2 separate regions of the Rattus norvegicus genome follow, and region 1 is linked to region 2. A link is a contact called in public Hi-C data. All regions are on one chromosome and are shown on one strand. The core of a region is the stretch at or near the end of the contact, and the rest is flanking DNA. Distances in the headings are between cores, read along the strand shown. Region 1 has its middle 110 kb from the start of Ddit4l. Region 2 has its middle 74 kb from the start of Ddit4l.

Evidence for each region. Hi-C and Micro-C count contacts between places; a contact is called where the count stands out from the background.
Region 1: a contact with region 2 is called in a Hi-C map of the Rat2 cell line, with 4 times the contacts expected there. The contact joins two enhancer-like sites. A contact is called at or near these places in 2 of 12 Hi-C or Micro-C datasets (the A7r5 cell line and the Rat2 cell line).

Annotation. Positions count from the first base shown.
Region 1 is chr2:228,911,288-228,914,230 of GRCr8, reverse strand. No RefSeq gene overlaps it. Among named protein-coding and RNA genes, the nearest start is that of Ddit4l, 110 kb to the right of the region's middle. Within about 2 kb of position 1,415, at least 50 of the 93 cell types and tissues checked have an H3K27ac peak or open chromatin away from gene starts, as enhancers often do.
Region 2 is chr2:228,726,369-228,729,093 of GRCr8, reverse strand. No RefSeq gene overlaps it. Among named protein-coding and RNA genes, the nearest start is that of Ddit4l, 74 kb to the left of the region's middle. Within about 2 kb of position 1,368, at least 8 of the 93 cell types and tissues checked have an H3K27ac peak or open chromatin away from gene starts, as enhancers often do.

The DNA.
Region 1 (2,943 bases), core at 166-2,665, 190 kb before region 2:
TTGTCCTGAGTTTCTTTCTGCCCTGAGTTTCCTTCATGATGAACTCTAAGTGGTAAGGCAAACCTTTCCTTTTCCAAGTTGTCTTTACCTGGTGTTTGACACAACAACAGAAGGCAAACCAATACAGGAGGCCTATAACTGGCTGAAGGGTGAGGCTGTTTATGATTGACCAAAGTCCGCACTTTCTGTAACAAACCATATACACCTCTTATGTGTGGTAGCTTACATATGAATTCCCAGCACTCAGAAGGCAGATGCAGGAGGATCAGAAGTTCAAGGTCAGACTGGGCCACAGGGAACCAACTTGTTTCAAAATAAATTAATGAACAAATAAATACTTGTTCAGTTTGTTGATGTTTAAGTGGTAGTTTGTAACAGGGGCTCAGAGTTCAGAGATAAGCTAATGGCTTTCTGTTTTCTTAATCTAACACGGCCAAGTTACATTTCTGGTGTGTGTGTGTGTGGTGTGTGTGCACACGCGTGTGTGTGTAATGTGTGTGCATATGTTCATTTGTGTGCATTTGTGTGATGTGTGTGTGTGAGACTGTGAGTGTATGTGCCTGTGTGTGGGTCTATATGCATTTCTCTGTGTGTAGGTATGATGTATGTGTGACTGTGTGTGTATGTGTCTGTATTTGTGCATTTGTATGTGATTCTGTGTGTATGTGTGTTTCTGGTTGAGTTGGGGTGGGAGTGAACGTTGCCTCTCCTGAAACCACCACGCCTCATCTGTAGAACGCTGCTTCTTCCTCTCACCTGCTGAAGTAAGGCAATATATACAAAATATTTCTCCTCTCTAGACCTGCCTGCTGTGGAGTCCAGATCATTTATTATTTATTCCTAAGCAGGATAGAGCTTTACTGCCTATTTTCGCCATGGTTCATGAAATTGACACAGGAAGTAGACACACAGGAGGAGCTGTAACTGCCTCCTGTTTGTTGTTGAGCATGGGTATCCGTCCTGGTATGCAGTGGCAGCCAGACTGTCTCCAGGAGAAGCCAGCTCATGGAGGGCGGTCTAAATCTCCCTTCTCTGCTGCCATCTGCTTTTTTTGTGAAGACTGCTAAGAACATTTCAGAACTCTCTCCAAATATTAAAGTCCTTATCACTTCCTAAACTGGAGGTTTGTTCAGGACTGCCACAAAGCAGTACTAATACTCCTCCTCTCTCTCATCAGCAACTTCCTGTGATGGTTGGTGCTGGGGAACTCTCTGAACCTAGGAGGAGAGCGAGGATAAAACCTGTGAGTTATCTATATCTGGCTCCCGGCTTTGTTTTCTTAGAGAAACCTGTGTCGGCTAAGAATCACTAGAGGGCGCCGGCGGGCTACGCTGGCGCTGGAGAGGCACCGCTCTCCTTCACCCACTCCACTCCCATTCCTTCCCACACTGCGGGGGGCAAAAACAACCCGGGGCGCTGACGTCAGGCAGCCCGAGGCGCCTGCCGCTGAACCCATAGGTATAGTTAATCCCCCAGGAGTGAGGCCCGTGCTTTCCCCTGGCAGCCCAATTTTCAGCTTAAATCATTGCCCTAATCTTATTTTAATGTGCATTGGGGCCCTGGTGGCTAGAGTGGGTGGCAGGGGAACAGCATTTAACATCCTTTGGAGTTTGGATTGTGCCCGACACTTCTTAAGCACTTGGGTGGGACAGAGAGACTCTGTAATCTTGCAGCTGCAATCGACCTCAGTAGTCTTTGCCTTATTTGGCAAATTTAATGGCAACGTTAATTTTGGGGATTGGGGGTGGGGCTGGGGTAGAAGAAAAGGAAAGGAACACGTGTGAAGTAGCTAGTATGTGCCGTGCACTTTCTCATGTTGTTTAATGTTCACAGCGACTGTATGAAGGTGTTTGAAATGCTCAGTTTAGCAGAGACATTGAGAGATCTAAACCTTCAGTTAGACAGCTCGGCGAGTGGCGCCCTCCACTGACCAGTCCCAGAACCGCAATCTGGGATCGGCTACCTGTGCGGTTTGCCTCGCTTTCTAATTTTACTTAAGGACTCTCACCAAGTGGGTCTATTATTAGTTTTACACGAGACTTGGCAATGGAACAAAACCCACATTCCAAGGGGAACTAGCCCTTTTCGGGATAGTAGAATAAAGGCTAAATTTAACCACTCAGATGCTTATTAACCTCTAGCTGTCTAGGATGTATCTTGCCTGACTTGGATCAAGTTCAGGGCCAGATGTGCTTACAACAAGGTAACGGAAAAGTACTGGCTAGCGGAAGGGCGTTGTTTGACTGGTGTGACATCCACGGGCTGTATTTAAATCAAGTAAAGGAAGAGAAGAGAGCAGTTTATCTGATAACTTGGTTCGTCATCACATCGCTGGCACCACAAAGGTGGTATAGTGACCCAGAGCATGGGGTGTGAGGGAAGTGACACACAGTGCCCAAGGCAGAACAGGCTGTCCATAAATGGTGAGTCAGAATTCAGTGATGCTTTCAGAATGGCAATGGTCCCACGGCCTGTATCCCAGAGTTCTTCAGCTGAAGCCCACATCCCGGTTGGGTGCTCTAAAATTAAGTATAAATCAAGAAACCAAACTGTAGACACTTCACAGACCAAAGTGCCTCGTGATGGTGCGATGACTCCGAAGTTGGTCAGAGAGGCATCAATTTTTTTTTTTTTTCTTTTCAGGTTTCTTGTGCTGTTCTGACAGGGGCTGCTTCGCCTTCAGAGATTTTGTTCCATTCTTGAAAAGCTTCGTGTAAAACCATCGATAGTCCATTTGGTGAAAGTCCTCAAAGTCAAACTGGAAACAGAGGCGAGGTGTAGCTAGTGTAATGGGGACCGAGTGGGGACCGAGTTGGAACGAGAAGGACCGGTGTCCCAATCACATGCTCTGTCGTTTTTAGTCATTTGCCTGTGAGTAAAATCTTCACCGTGATGAAGGTCCAGCTTCTTTGTCAACGTGACTGGGTTTAGGATCAACATGGA
Region 2 (2,725 bases), core at 119-2,618:
CCTAGGAGGACCTGTCCACTATCAGCACCCCCGGCAATGATTTGGGCCATCTCACATCAGTCACCAACCATGAACGTGCAACCCAGGCTTCCTCATAGGCCAGTGTGTTGACAGTGTTTTCTCAGTTGTAGTTCTTTCTTCTCAAATGACCCTAGCTTATGTCAAACTGATATAAAACTAGCCAGCACGCCTTCCACATGTATTTTGTGGTTGTCCCACGCTTTGTGAGCTTTCCCTGTCTTATAAGATGTTCTTTGTGTGTCCAACTTCTTTGTCAGACTCCTGTCCATCCTGCTCTGCCTTCTACAGGACTTCAGCATCATCGTGTGTTCACTGTATGTGCTCTTTACTCGCCCTCCAGGATTGTTAGTCATCAACATGTGTGCTCTGACAGTTGTCCTTGTGTGTGCTCTGACAATCATTATCCTGGGTGTTCTGCCATCACTGGGTATGCTCTGGCAGCTAGCTAGTCCTCATTGTGCACTCTGACGGCTAGCTAGTCCTCATTGTGCACTCTGACGGCTAACTAGTCCTCATTGTGTGCTCTGATGGCTAGCTAGTCCTCATTGTGCACTCTGACAGCTAGCTAGTCCTCATTGTGTGCTCTGACTGCTAGCTAGTCCTCATTGTGTGCTCTGACGGCTAGCTAGTCCTCATTGTGTGCTCTGGCAGCTAGCTAGTCCTCATTGTGCGCTCTGACCGCTAGCTAGTCCTCATTGTGCGCTCTGACCGCTAGCTAGTCCTCATTGTGTGCTCTGACCGCTAGCTAGTCCTCATTGTGTGCTCTGACCGCTAGCTAGTCCTCATTGTGTGCTCTGACAGCTAGCTAGTCCTCATTGTGTGCTGGCAGCTAGTTAGTCCTCATTGTGCACTCTGACAGCTAGCTAGTTCTCATTGTGTGCTCTGGCAGCTAGCTAGTCCTCATTGTGTGCTCTGACGGCTTGCTAGTCCTCATTGTGTGCTCTGACGGCTAGTTGTCATTGTATAAGATTGGATATTTGTTGGGATGGTGAGGATCGCAGACCCCTTCCCTGTTTGAATCTGGTTCCATAGCATTGTCCGTGCTTGGTACTGTACATGGTCCCAAGCCTCTGGAAGATATGAGAATTTTTCCATTGTCTACTTCCAGAAATCTGTCAAAATGGAGTGGAAAGGATTGAGGAGAGGGGAGTGCTGGAGAACAGTCACCGGGCTCCTCAATACCACCTGGTCTGCACTCTAGTCATCCTTGGCACTTACATTAGTGATTCCTTACTCTGGCTCTGAGACTGGGGGCAGGCCGAGCCTGTTGGCTGACAACTACAGAACCCGCACCATCCCATAGATTTTGCTTGTGATCTCCGTAACATCAGTTTTGTAGTTAAATTTCCGTGTGCTGTTTGAGATTGCTGGACACACATTGGGGGTGAGGAGGCAGCCCCTTAACCCAGAGCCAGCATGGTCATTTCAGTGGAGAGAGGACCAAAGAGCTAAGGGTATTGTTGACATCAGGCTTTTGAGAATGGTTGGAAGGCAAACTCCTCCCAACAGAAGTTACCGCTCTTTAACTTACAATATAAGTAATAATATGCATGGGGGATGAGAAGCTGACACTCATCTATGGGGACAGCTCTGCTCTCCTGGAGACTCTCAGTCCGGAACCCTAGCTTGTCAGTTTCAGCTGGGCTTAGTGCCCAGTTATTTCTGCTGGATGTTATAAGTGTCTGATTTCATAAAACGTTGCTATCTATTGGCTTCTGATAAATTTTCTTTTACTTCTGTTTGACATACACACACACACATATACACACACACACAGACAGACACACACACAATGTAGTTTGTATTTCTAGAATATATATGTATATATACTCAATTCACTCACTCAATGACCAACGTCCAGCTATGCTAGCTCATTATCCACTTGGATCAACCACCTTAGCCTTATTTGTCTCCATTCACGGAGTTTGGTATACCAGTTGCCTGACTTTTCCTTCAGAGTTCTGCCTGTGACATTTTCTGTATCCTTTTTATAAGGACAAACTCAGAAGCCAAAGAAGGTAGGTGGAAGAAGTCTTAGCTTTAAAAGTCATACTCAGTCTCCAAGGCGAAGTGACTCAGGGCCACATGCAGAAAGCCAGGGGCAGGATCTGGGATGGGGCCATAGAGAAAATGCCAAGGAGCAAGAAGGGAAGTGGCTTGAGTGAGGCAGCCTATTCCCTAGAGAGCCAGCCTCCTTGGGCTTCTTAGAGGAGGTCCTGAACTTTTTTGTTTCCCAGAAAGCTTCCACTCTGTTCTCTGTTTTTCACCACAGAAGCCTTTGCCTCACAGCTGGGTCTCATTTGGTTTGGATTCTCATCTATAAATTGCTGTCAGCAAGGATCTTTGGGAGTTAATTGGTGAAAGTGACCTGAAAAGGGACCTCCAGAGGGACTGCAGTGCTCTGCATCTCCTCTCTTCCCCCAAGAATTTGCCTTCCCAGTTGCTGAGAAAATATCATCTTTGAAGCACGAGTGGGCTTTTCTTCAGAAGCTAAAACACTCCTTAGATGAGACACCATTGGGCAAGAGTGTGTCTTGGTCCCAGAGAGTGTGCGGGACAGCTCGGGTTTGTGACTTACAGTCTCATTTGGACACACTTCAAAGAAACACTGCAGGCAGAACTACTAAAAGCAGAGCAGCAGGACACAGGGCTCCCAGTGGCTGGGGCCTGGGCTCAGTGTCTGCATCAGAGGCGAATCTCTATT